Linked DNA regions of Anas platyrhynchos: region 1 is linked to region 2. The links are chromatin contacts, called in public Hi-C maps. All regions are on one chromosome and are shown on one strand. The core of a region is the stretch at or near the end of the contact, and the rest is flanking DNA. Distances in the headings are between cores, read along the strand shown. Region 1 holds the start of INVS (inversin). Region 2 holds the start of NR4A3 (nuclear receptor subfamily 4 group A member 3).

Region 1 (4,798 bases), core at 104-2,603, 130 kb after region 2:
ACAGCACCTAAAATATGGGGAAGTTTCAGATCTTCGCCGCGATCTATTTCTTAAGTTGACGTGCCCATAACCTAACTGACACGTATTAGATTTGCATGGACCCGCTGTACCATGAAGAAAGAAAAACGCTTTCATTAATTCCTGTCCAATTTTTCAAACTTGTGCTTGCCCGCTTAAATGCCAAGTTTAAAAACAAACAGCGCGCACTTCTTGCTTCTGCTCGCTGCGCTCGATACAAGGGTTACAATATTGATCTTGGAACAAGAGCAATGTCGCTCACGTGCTAACGCCCAGACAGGACCTGAAAATACGAGGTTCATCACTGTAGTCTCTCGTACAGTGAGCTAACACGCTATAAATAGCCATCTATATATAAACACCTCAAATGTGTTTTTTTTTTTTTCCTCAAGCCATACCAATGAATATACTTACTCAGCAAGCTCTTCACATTTTAACCAAAGCTTATCCAGCTAGCAGCCCATGTTTCAAAGGGATAACGAGCTCTGGTCCCTGCTCATTAGGCGCTTGGATTAATGCTTCTGGCCATTCATTCATTAGCAGATATATTGCTGGGTATTTCCCTTTGGATCCCCACAGCTCTATCTTTGCCTCTAATTATTCTCTCTCTTTTTTTTTTTTTTTTTGGCTGATTTTACAGCTTTGTTCCAAGCAGATTGATTAAGCGTGGTGGTGTCTAAGAGCAAATCCCGCTGGACTCCTTCACCCCTGTGAGCCCCCTGCGGCTGCAGGAGGGGCTGGGGGCGCGGCAGGCGCAGGGTTTGGCCCAGCACATCGCTGGCAGCGTTAGAGATAAGCGTTAGAGATAAGCGAGCCGCCTTATCTCTGCAGAAGGCGTGCATTTAACGATCGTGTGTGTGTCTGTGAGTGTGTGTATGTGTGCAAATCCGGTTGGTTGCACGCCTAACGCCACAAGAAAATTAAAATAAAAGAGAAAAAGGAGGCAGAAGGTGACAACTTCAGGCATATTCCCTCAGGAACTTCTCCCAACTCCAGCCCCGAGCCCCTGAGGGAAGGGAGGGAGGAGGGGAAAGGGGGGGGGGGGGGCCCGGCTCCAGCGCCCTCCCCTCGGCCAGGCCGCAGCCCGCGGGGCCTCCACGGGGCCGGGCCGCTCCCCGCTCCCTCCCAGCAGGTGCCGGCCGGGGTGGGTGAGGGGACGAGGGGGTGCGAGGGGCAGGAGCCGCGGGCTCACCATGAGGAGGACGAGGCGGCCGGGCTGAGGCGGCGGCGGGAAGATGGCGGCTCTCATGGTAGGTAGACCAGGCGGCCGTGCGGGGCGCGCGGCGGCTCCCAGGCGCTCGGCGGCCGCGGCGGCTCCGCAACTTCCCCCGTCGCCAGGAAACGCCCGCGGCCGGCCCGGGGCCGCCGCCCGCCCGCCTGCCCGCCTCCGCCACTCGCTTCCGGCGCTGCGGCCTCACGGGTAATGTAGTCCCGGAGCCGGGGGCGGGAGGAGGAGGCGCGGAGGTGAGGAGCGGGGCGCTGCCGGCCGAGCGGGGCTCCCCGCGGGGCGCGGCTGCGCTGTTTGCGTAGCGGGAGGGCGCGCGTTGCGGAGGTTGCGCAGCGGGCGGGTGGGTGGGGGGATAGGGAGGGGGGGTGCGTCCTGCGGCCCTCCTGGGGTGGGATTAGGGATTATGGATTAGGGGTGGGATGAGGGATTAGGGGTGGGATGAGGGGTTTAGGGTGCCTCGCTGCGTCCCCGCCGAGCGCAGGAAGCCGCTCTGTGGTCCGAGCGGTGCTGGGTGGGGGCTTGCGGAGCGCCCGCTGCATCACATTGTGGGGGTGGGATCCCCAGTGGTGTCACGGGCTGGGTCACACCGAAAGTTCATCTTCTTGCAGTAAAACTTCAGGTTTTGCATGCAGGGTTTGGTCAAACTGCTGGTGGGAAGCCGCGCCTGGCATGCCTGGCATGGCCAGCATGTACACAAGGCGACGAGGAAGCGTGAGGAGGGAAACAGCACAGCCATATCACAGACAGCCCTCATGTCAGGTTACTGCAAGGCAGGCCCCCTTTGGCCACGAGGAAAAGTTGGGCTCGGTCTCTGGATGACCCTACAAAAACCATTTGGCCCCTCAGTTTCATGTTATATATGTGTGTGTGTGTGTATACAGCATGTATGCATATATACACACACATACATCATATATCATATCATCATAGAATGGCCTGGGTTGAAAAGGATCTATAAAGATCATCTAATAAAGATCACCTTATAAAGATCAACTAGTTTCACCCCCCCTGCTCAGGGCAGGGTGGCCAGCTACTGGAGCAGGCTGCCCAGCGCCACATCCAGCCTGGCCTTGAATGCCTCCAGGGATGGGGCATCCACAGCAATTTTAGCAACCCTGTGTTTTGCTGAACAGAACAATGCTGTCATCCCGATTATCTGTGTAACACAACGTGCTATGAGCGTAGTTTGGTGTGAAATTTCATATAACTTCAAGTCCTCTTGCTGTTCCTATGACTGTCCCTGCATTTCTGATGTCCTGATACAGCTAATGTTTCCGTACATGTTAGGTGAAAAAGAGAAAGTGAATGGTCTACTTGATTACGCTAATATAGTGTATGTTACAAATAATGCCAATTATATAACTTTTTATAAACATATCATGTAGTTATTTCCTGATTTTTTTTAAATTGTTTTTCATCCTGTACAAATATGCACCTCATTTTGTTGTTAATGAGGATCTTTATCAAGCCAGATATCTTCATCTGGTATATTCCGTATACCAGTTCATCTGTTTGTCAAATACACCAGAGGAATATCTGAGGAAAGTTACATATGTTCCTTTTATAGTTCCTCTTAATATTTGAGGAAAATGAGTGAGGAAAAGTTTCACTTGGAATGAAATGTATGAATTGCATGTCCTCAACAGGCAAAACAGCAGATTTATCGAGGCACTAGAAAGGTTTGAAGACATGTTTTCTTTAAATTGAAAACAGTCATGCTTTGGGTCTTAAAGTATGTTTGGACTTGTTTGGGTTTATGTGAGCTCTGTCCACCCTGCATTGTTATATGTGCATCTGCACTTTTATTGACTTTCTTAAGCACCAAGTCAAGTGGAGCTTTTCTGTCATTTGTTGTGGTGTTTTATGGCACTTTCTCCTTCTTCCATGGCCTTAAAGCTGGAAATGTTCTTAACCTCCTGTCACATTAGACTCCCTTCTGTTGTCTGCTGCTAGAAGTTAATAAAGCCTCAAATCCATCAATGACTTTGTTTAGGAGAAAGATTGTAGAATCCCAGAATGGTTTGGGTTGGAAAGGACCTTAAAGCCCACCCAGTTCCATGGGCAGGGATACCTCCCACCACACCAGGTTGCCCAAAGCCCCATCCAGCCTGGCCTTGAGCACCTCCAGGGATGGGCCATCCGCAGCTGCTCTGGGCAACCTGGCCAAGCCTCACCACCCTCTGAGCAATCACTTAGTCCTGTGGTAAAATAAGCATGCAAAAAATGTTTGGTGGATTTTCTGAAATATAGAGAGGTTCACTGGTAAGGAAGGAAGCGTTCATGACTTCAAGTGATACCAAACCTTGTCCTTGTCACATTCTGGTGAGGTTTGCAGTGGGAGAGGAGAGCTGCAGGACAGGAGCACATTGTTACATAGATTTCACATAACCAGAAATGGATCCAGAACTATTCATGAAGAAAAATACCTTCCTAAAGTCATAAGGAGCTCATCCTCATGCAAATAAGTGTTGAACTCCCACAGCTGGTCACTTCAGGCAGGTACAAATGCCGGGCATGCTTGGCGTTGGCAAGTAGATTGTTGAGTAAGGCACTAGGGAGATTCCTGAAATCATTTTGTAGGGGACAACAAAAGTTAGGTTTGGGGATATATATGTATATATATATATATATATATATATATATATGTATTTTAAAATCTGGCAAGCCTTTGGTGGAATGCATGTTTCTGTAGTGATTTTATGAGGTGAAAATTTCCCAAAATTCTGTAGACAGTTAACTGTGGCAAGATTTGAAGGTAGACATTCAGCTGTTTGATAATTTTGGAGAAAATCGAGACGTTTTCGAGCATTCTGAAATACAATGCAGACCTGAGCTGATCATTGGCAAGATCTTGTGGCACTGGTGGTGCAGTGAAGATAGTAATTCTGGTTCAAAAGAAACAAGGAAGACAAGTGTATTAGACGTGATTTAGGAAGGAAATAAAGAAAGAAGAGAATGCCATCCTACCATCGTAAAATCCAGTTTTTGCCTACATCTTGAATACCTGGTGGAGTTTGCTTTACATCTCAAGGGGAGTGGATATAACACAACTGGGACAAGGTCCAAATGAAATGGTCATACATACAGAAATGCTTCTGCCTGGGGAAGACCTAAATGAAGTACAACTCCTTCAGCTAAAGGAAGATATGATTGTGGAAGATGTACTAGAGATGTGTAAAACAATTACCAGTGGATAAAAACTGTTTACTGTTCCTTCCAGTACAAAGGCTAGGGGTCTTCACATGCCAAGAGCCAGCTCAAGATAGATGAAGGAAAGCAGTTCATCCATACGGGGTTTGGTTGTGCTGCAGAACTCCTTTCCAGTGGGTGCTCCAAGTTTACATAAGCTTAAGAGGAGACTAGACAAGTTTATAAAAGAGAAATTTGTTGAAGAAAATTAACAGAATTTGCTGAGTTCTAAATACACAAAAATCAAGTCCACTTCAGGAAGTGACTGAGCCAGAGATAATTCTAGGCTGGGAGAATACTTAGAAGGGAAGGATGAAATCAGACATATATTAACACTAGTTTTTGGCATTGGCCAGTTTGAGA
Region 2 (4,972 bases), core at 786-3,285:
GTTTTAGGGCTGCTAACTTCTACCCTGTGGGGCCCCTCGGAGGACACCGTTTTGTCTCCGCGGGGGCTGTGAGGAGCCCGGGGAAGCCCCACGCAGCCGGGGCAGCGCCCGCGGGTCCCCTCCTTACCCCCCCCCTCTTCGGTCCCCGGTCCCTTTCCCAGCAGAGACCAACACCGGAGGAGGAGGAGGAGGAGAAATGACAGCATGGAAAGCGCCGTATTTTTACCAGGGCGGAAAGTGCCACCCTCCCTCCCTCCCCTCCCTAACCCTGCCCTCGGCCGCCCACGCCGGGCGCGGCATCAAAGGGGATCTCCCCGCCCGGCCGCCATTTCGCGACGCCTCACGCAGGGGCTGTCCCCGCCACCCAACAGGGGACATCCCCACGCGGGACCCCGGCCGGGCAGCGACCCCCACGGGTGGGACGTGGCCGAGGGACACCCCCTCGGAGCCCTGCCGGGGTTGAGAGCCCGGTAGCGGCGGCGGCGGCGGCCCCGTGACGGCGGGCCCGGCTATAAATACCCGCCCGCGCCTATATTTGGCGCGGGCCCGGCCCGCCAACCGGCGGCACAAAAATAGCCGCAGCTGCGCCCGCCCGCACCGCACCGCGCCGCGCGGCCCCGCGGGCTAAATTTAGCCGCGCCGCCTGCGTCAACGACGCGGCCGCCGTGCGTCAGCCACGCTAAGCCCCGCCCACCCGGCGCCCGGCCCGCCGTGTCCCGCGCGGCGATTGGCTGAAGGAGGGCGGGGGGGCGGGCGCCCCGCCGTGACGCGCGCGCTGATTGGCCCCCGCGGGGGTTGGCGGCGCCGAGCGGGGAGCCCGAGGCCTGGAGGGATCCCCGCGGAGGGGGGGGGGGGGGCACGGCCCGGGGGTGCCCCCCGGACCGCCCCCGTGGGGCTGCGGGGCACCGAGGGCACTGCAGGGGGGCCCCTCCGGCACCGGGCTGCGGCGCCGCCCCGGGCTGGTCCCCCGCGGGTGGGAGGTGCCGGGAGAAGGGGGAAGTGAGTGGGGAAAGGGGGTAGGGGGAGGGTTGGGGAAAGGGGAAGGGGAAAGGGGAAAGGGAAAGGGGAAAAGAAGGGGAAAAGGAAAAAGAAAAGGAAGGAAAAGGAAATGGAAAAGAAAAATAAAGGAAAAAGGAAAAGAAATGACAAAAGAAAAAGAAAAGGAAAAAGAAAAGAAAAAAAAAGAAAGGGAAAAGAAAAAGGAAAAAGAAAAAAGAAAAAAAAATAAAAAGGAAAAAAATAAAATAAAAGGAAAAAAGAAAAAGGGAAATAAAAGGAAAAAGGAAAATAAAAGGAAAGGGGGGGAAGTAAAAGAAAGAAGAATGAGAAAGAGAAAGAAGTGAAACAGGGAAAAGTAAATGAAATGAAAGACGGGAAAAATGAAAAGGGAATAAAGGGAAAGGAAGTGTAAAAGGGGGAAGGAGAATAAGAGGAAAAAAGAGAAGGGAGAATAAAAGGGGGAAAGTAAGAGAAAGAAGAATGAAGAAGAGAAAGAAGTGAGAGAGGGAAAAAGAATGAAAGAGGGACGAAAGTGAAATGGGAAGAAAGAAAAAAGAAAGGAAAAGGGAAAGGGGGAAAAGGGAAAGGGGAAAAAGAGAACGGGAAAAAGGTAAAAGGGAAAAAAGGAAAAGGGAAAAAAGGAAAAGGGAAAAAGGAAAGGGGAAAAAAAGGAAAAAGGGAAAAAAGGAAAAACGAAAGAAAAAAAATAAAAATAATAAAAAAAAATAAAAAAAAATGAAAAAAAAAGTGAGAAAGTGGAGGAGAAGGCAGCAGGCTCCGGCGATCCCTGCTGCAGGCGCCCCGTGCCGGGCAGCCCGAGCGGAGCGCTCCCGGCTGCCGCCAGCCCCAGCCCCAGCCCCAGCAGCCCCGGCACCGGCAGCAGGAAGGCGCCGAGCCCTTAGCGCCCGGTCCCACAGCCCGGAGCTCCGCTCCCGTCCCGCTCCCGTCCCCGTCCCCGTCCCCGTCCCCGTCCCGCCGCCTGACTCCGGGCTCACCCCCGGCCCGCACGGGGCGGGGAGGTGGTGCTGGAGGGGGGGGGGGGGGGGCGAGCAGCGTCAGGCTCCCATGGCGTCACGATTGACGTTTCGCATTCCAGCCGCTCTATGGAGAGGCCGCTAGGGCTGCTCTCACATAAATGACGTCCGGAGGCACGGAGCGGGAGAGCAGCGCGGAGAGGCGCCTCCGTCCTCTGCTCCGCACGGCAGCCCCCCGGGCACCCCGCCCGGCAGCCCCTCACCGCCCCTCCGCTCCTGCCTCGCCTCCCCTCGCCTCGCCCGGCTGCCGGGGCTGCCCCGTTTTTCCATGACTCGGGATAACGCCGCCACCTCCTCCGGAGCCTCCTCTTCTTCTTCTTCTTCTTCTTTTTCCACCACCACCACCGGCACCACCGAGCCCCGCGGTGCTCCCGTCGCCGCCCGGCCGCTGGACAGCGCCCGCTCGCCCCGCTGAGGAAGCGGCCGCCGGGGACCCCGATGTAAAGACGGAACCCACACAGCAAGCGAGTACGTATGGGCACCGCCGGACAACTTGCGGGGACCGCCGCGACCGCCCCAAACTTTCGCCTTCTCCTCCCTCCCCATCCCCTCCCCTCCTTCCCCGTCTCCGAGCTCCGCCGCCACCGGGATGGGATGCTCCGGGTGTCCCCCCCCCTTCCCCGGGTGTCCCCTCTCCGCGTTGTCCCCCGGCCCCGGCTCGTCCCGGGCCGGGCAGCCGGTACCGAGGGCTTTCTGCTGGTTGTTGTCATGGAAATGATGCTGCCGGCGGGGATGAATGGCACTCGCTCGGCTCCTTCCTCCGGCACAACTTGGCGCTGCTGCTCCTGCTCCTGCTCTTGCTGCTGTCGCCTCGCAGGGTCGCGACAGTCCCACCGAGCCCCGGAGCCCCCCCGGTGGCACCGGCCACCGGCACCCCGGAGGCTCCCGAGCCCCGCGATGTGTGCGCCGGGGCACCGAGCGCCTCGGTCGCCGGCCGGGCTGGGAGCGAGCCGGCGAGGCGCTCTGTCGCGACCTGGTGCCGGGGACGGCTGTCGGGACGGCGCTATCGCGATAGCCGGCGCGCCGCGGGCGGAGGTGCGGCTCACCTGGGTGCAGCTGGCGTTTGCGTTTGCTTGTGTGCTTTTTATTTTCTTATTTTTTATTCTTGTTTTTTATTATTTTTTTACAATATTTCCCAAGGCAGGCGCGGAAAGGGCTGATCCCCGCAGGGGGTTCGGCTGCGTGGGGCTCGGTGTTTTTTTTTTCTTTTTTTTTTATTATCTTTTTTTATTATTATTATTTTATTTTTCTTCTCCATAAAAAAAAAATAAATCCCCCCAAACCCCAGAAACTTTGGGAAGGCGCCGCCAACTTTTTTTTTCCCCGGCCCGCTCCGCTCCGCTCGCATTCCTCGCCCCGCTTCCCTCTCCTCCGTGGAGACTGCCGTACGAGCGGAGCCTGGCCCCGCGGGCACAATGGACCGAGCCCGAGCAGGAGAGGCTTTCCTCCGCAGGTTGCTTTCGGGAACTCGCCCGAAACCCCGTGGATTTTGGGGAGCGAGCGTCTGCGGCTCCGGCAGGGGGTGGAGGGGATGCGCAAAGCCGGGAGCGCACCGGCGCTGGAAGCGGAGCTCGAAACTTTTAATTCAATGGAGCTCCCCCTCCCCACCCCCCCACCCCCTTTCTCCTCTCCTCGGCGGTCCCTGCCGGGTAAATGAAGGTTTCGAAACTCGCCTGGAGAAGTCCCGGTCACAATGGGAGCGTTTCACGCTTTTCCTCCTCGCCTTACGGGGTGGGGAGGGGTGGCACTGGGGGCTGAATGCGGAGCGCACGGAGGAAGAAAAGAGCTGTGCCGAGAGGGGAGGAGTGGGGGCTGATTTCTTCCTAATTTACAGCCCTCACGGCTCGGAGCTCCTGGCTCCGGCGGCTGCTCTCCGGAGGGGTGCTGCGTGCTTCAAAGCTCACCGAGTGTCTCTAGGAAACCGGCGGCTCGGGGAGGGGGGCGCATCCCGAGCCCCGCGCCCGGGGAGGGCGCAGAGCAGGAGATGGGAGCCGGGGAGGCACCCAGCAGCCCGGCAGCGGGGCAGGGGGGAAAGGCGAGGAAGGGGAAAGCTGGGGAGAAAAGGGAAAAGAGGAAAAAGAGAAAAAATAAAATAGAGAGAGAGCAGGAGTCGCAGCCCGCAGAGGGCGGAGGGGCCGGAGCATCCCACGGGGAGCCTCCGCTGCGTGGCACCCGCGGCCGGGGGGGCGCTCCCCTTGCCCACCCCGGGGCTGAGCTCGCCCCTAGCCGGCTCCTGACTCTCTCCTTGCTCCTCGCAGCGCCCGGGTCGGAAGAGCGCCCCCCGCCGAGGCCAGCCTCCCAAGCAGCCTCCGCAGAGAGGTCCCAGCCGGCACGGAGCCCCCCGCCGCCGCCGCCGCCGCCCGGTGCCGCCCGCCCCACCAGCCCCACCATTCAGCGCGCAAGATACCCGCCAGGTAAGCAGCCGGCGAGGAAGAGGAGGGATGCCAGGTGCCCTACGCCCTCCCCGGGCTCCCCTCTTGAAGAGGGGCTCGCCCCCGAGCGACGTGGAAGGAGCGGATGGGGAGCCGCCGGGTGGGATGCTGCTGCAGGCATCCCTCACGCCGAGCTCTCCCTCTCTCTCGCAAGGATGCCACTAATAGGATGAGAAGAATACCTCCGAGTATCCCTGCCCTGGTTTTTCACTCCTTCTTCCTCCGGGCTTTGGTGACACGCCGCCCACCAGCGAACCTCCCGTACCGCTTTTTTTTTTTTATCCTTATCTTTATTTTTTTTCCTAACGTTGTTGGGTCAAGAAGAGAAAAGCCCGGGTTATTTACTTTGCGGGGTGATTAACGTCGGTGCCCCGAGAGGAAAAGTAGGGGTTAGGATTAGTCAGAGGAAGGTGCTGGCAGAGGGCGAAGTAGGAGGAGTTGCGCAGAGCGCACCAGACCTTTACGTTGGGGATATTTTTTCTGTCCTCAGGTCAGACTTATTTTAGA

Evidence for each region. Hi-C and Micro-C count contacts between places; a contact is called where the count stands out from the background.
Region 1: a Hi-C map of skeletal muscle shows a contact between it and region 2, with 2.2 times the contacts expected there. The contact joins the promoter of INVS here to the promoter of NR4A3 in region 2. A contact is called at or near these places in 2 of 8 Hi-C or Micro-C datasets (liver and skeletal muscle).

Annotation. Positions count from the first base shown.
Region 1 is chr2:63,529,980-63,534,777 of IASCAAS_PekinDuck_T2T, forward strand. It overlaps INVS (inversin), which reads left to right and starts at 1,354. Exons shown (of 17, transcript XM_027451847.3): 1 at 1,354-1,482. It overlaps ERP44 (endoplasmic reticulum protein 44), which reads right to left and starts at 1,429. Exons shown (of 12, transcript XM_027451857.3): 1 at 1,211-1,429. The coding sequence starts at 1,267.
Region 2 is chr2:63,397,763-63,402,734 of IASCAAS_PekinDuck_T2T, forward strand. NR4A3 (nuclear receptor subfamily 4 group A member 3) reads left to right here and starts at 2,036. Exons shown (of 9, transcript XM_072034855.1): 1 at 2,036-2,501; 2 at 4,292-4,447.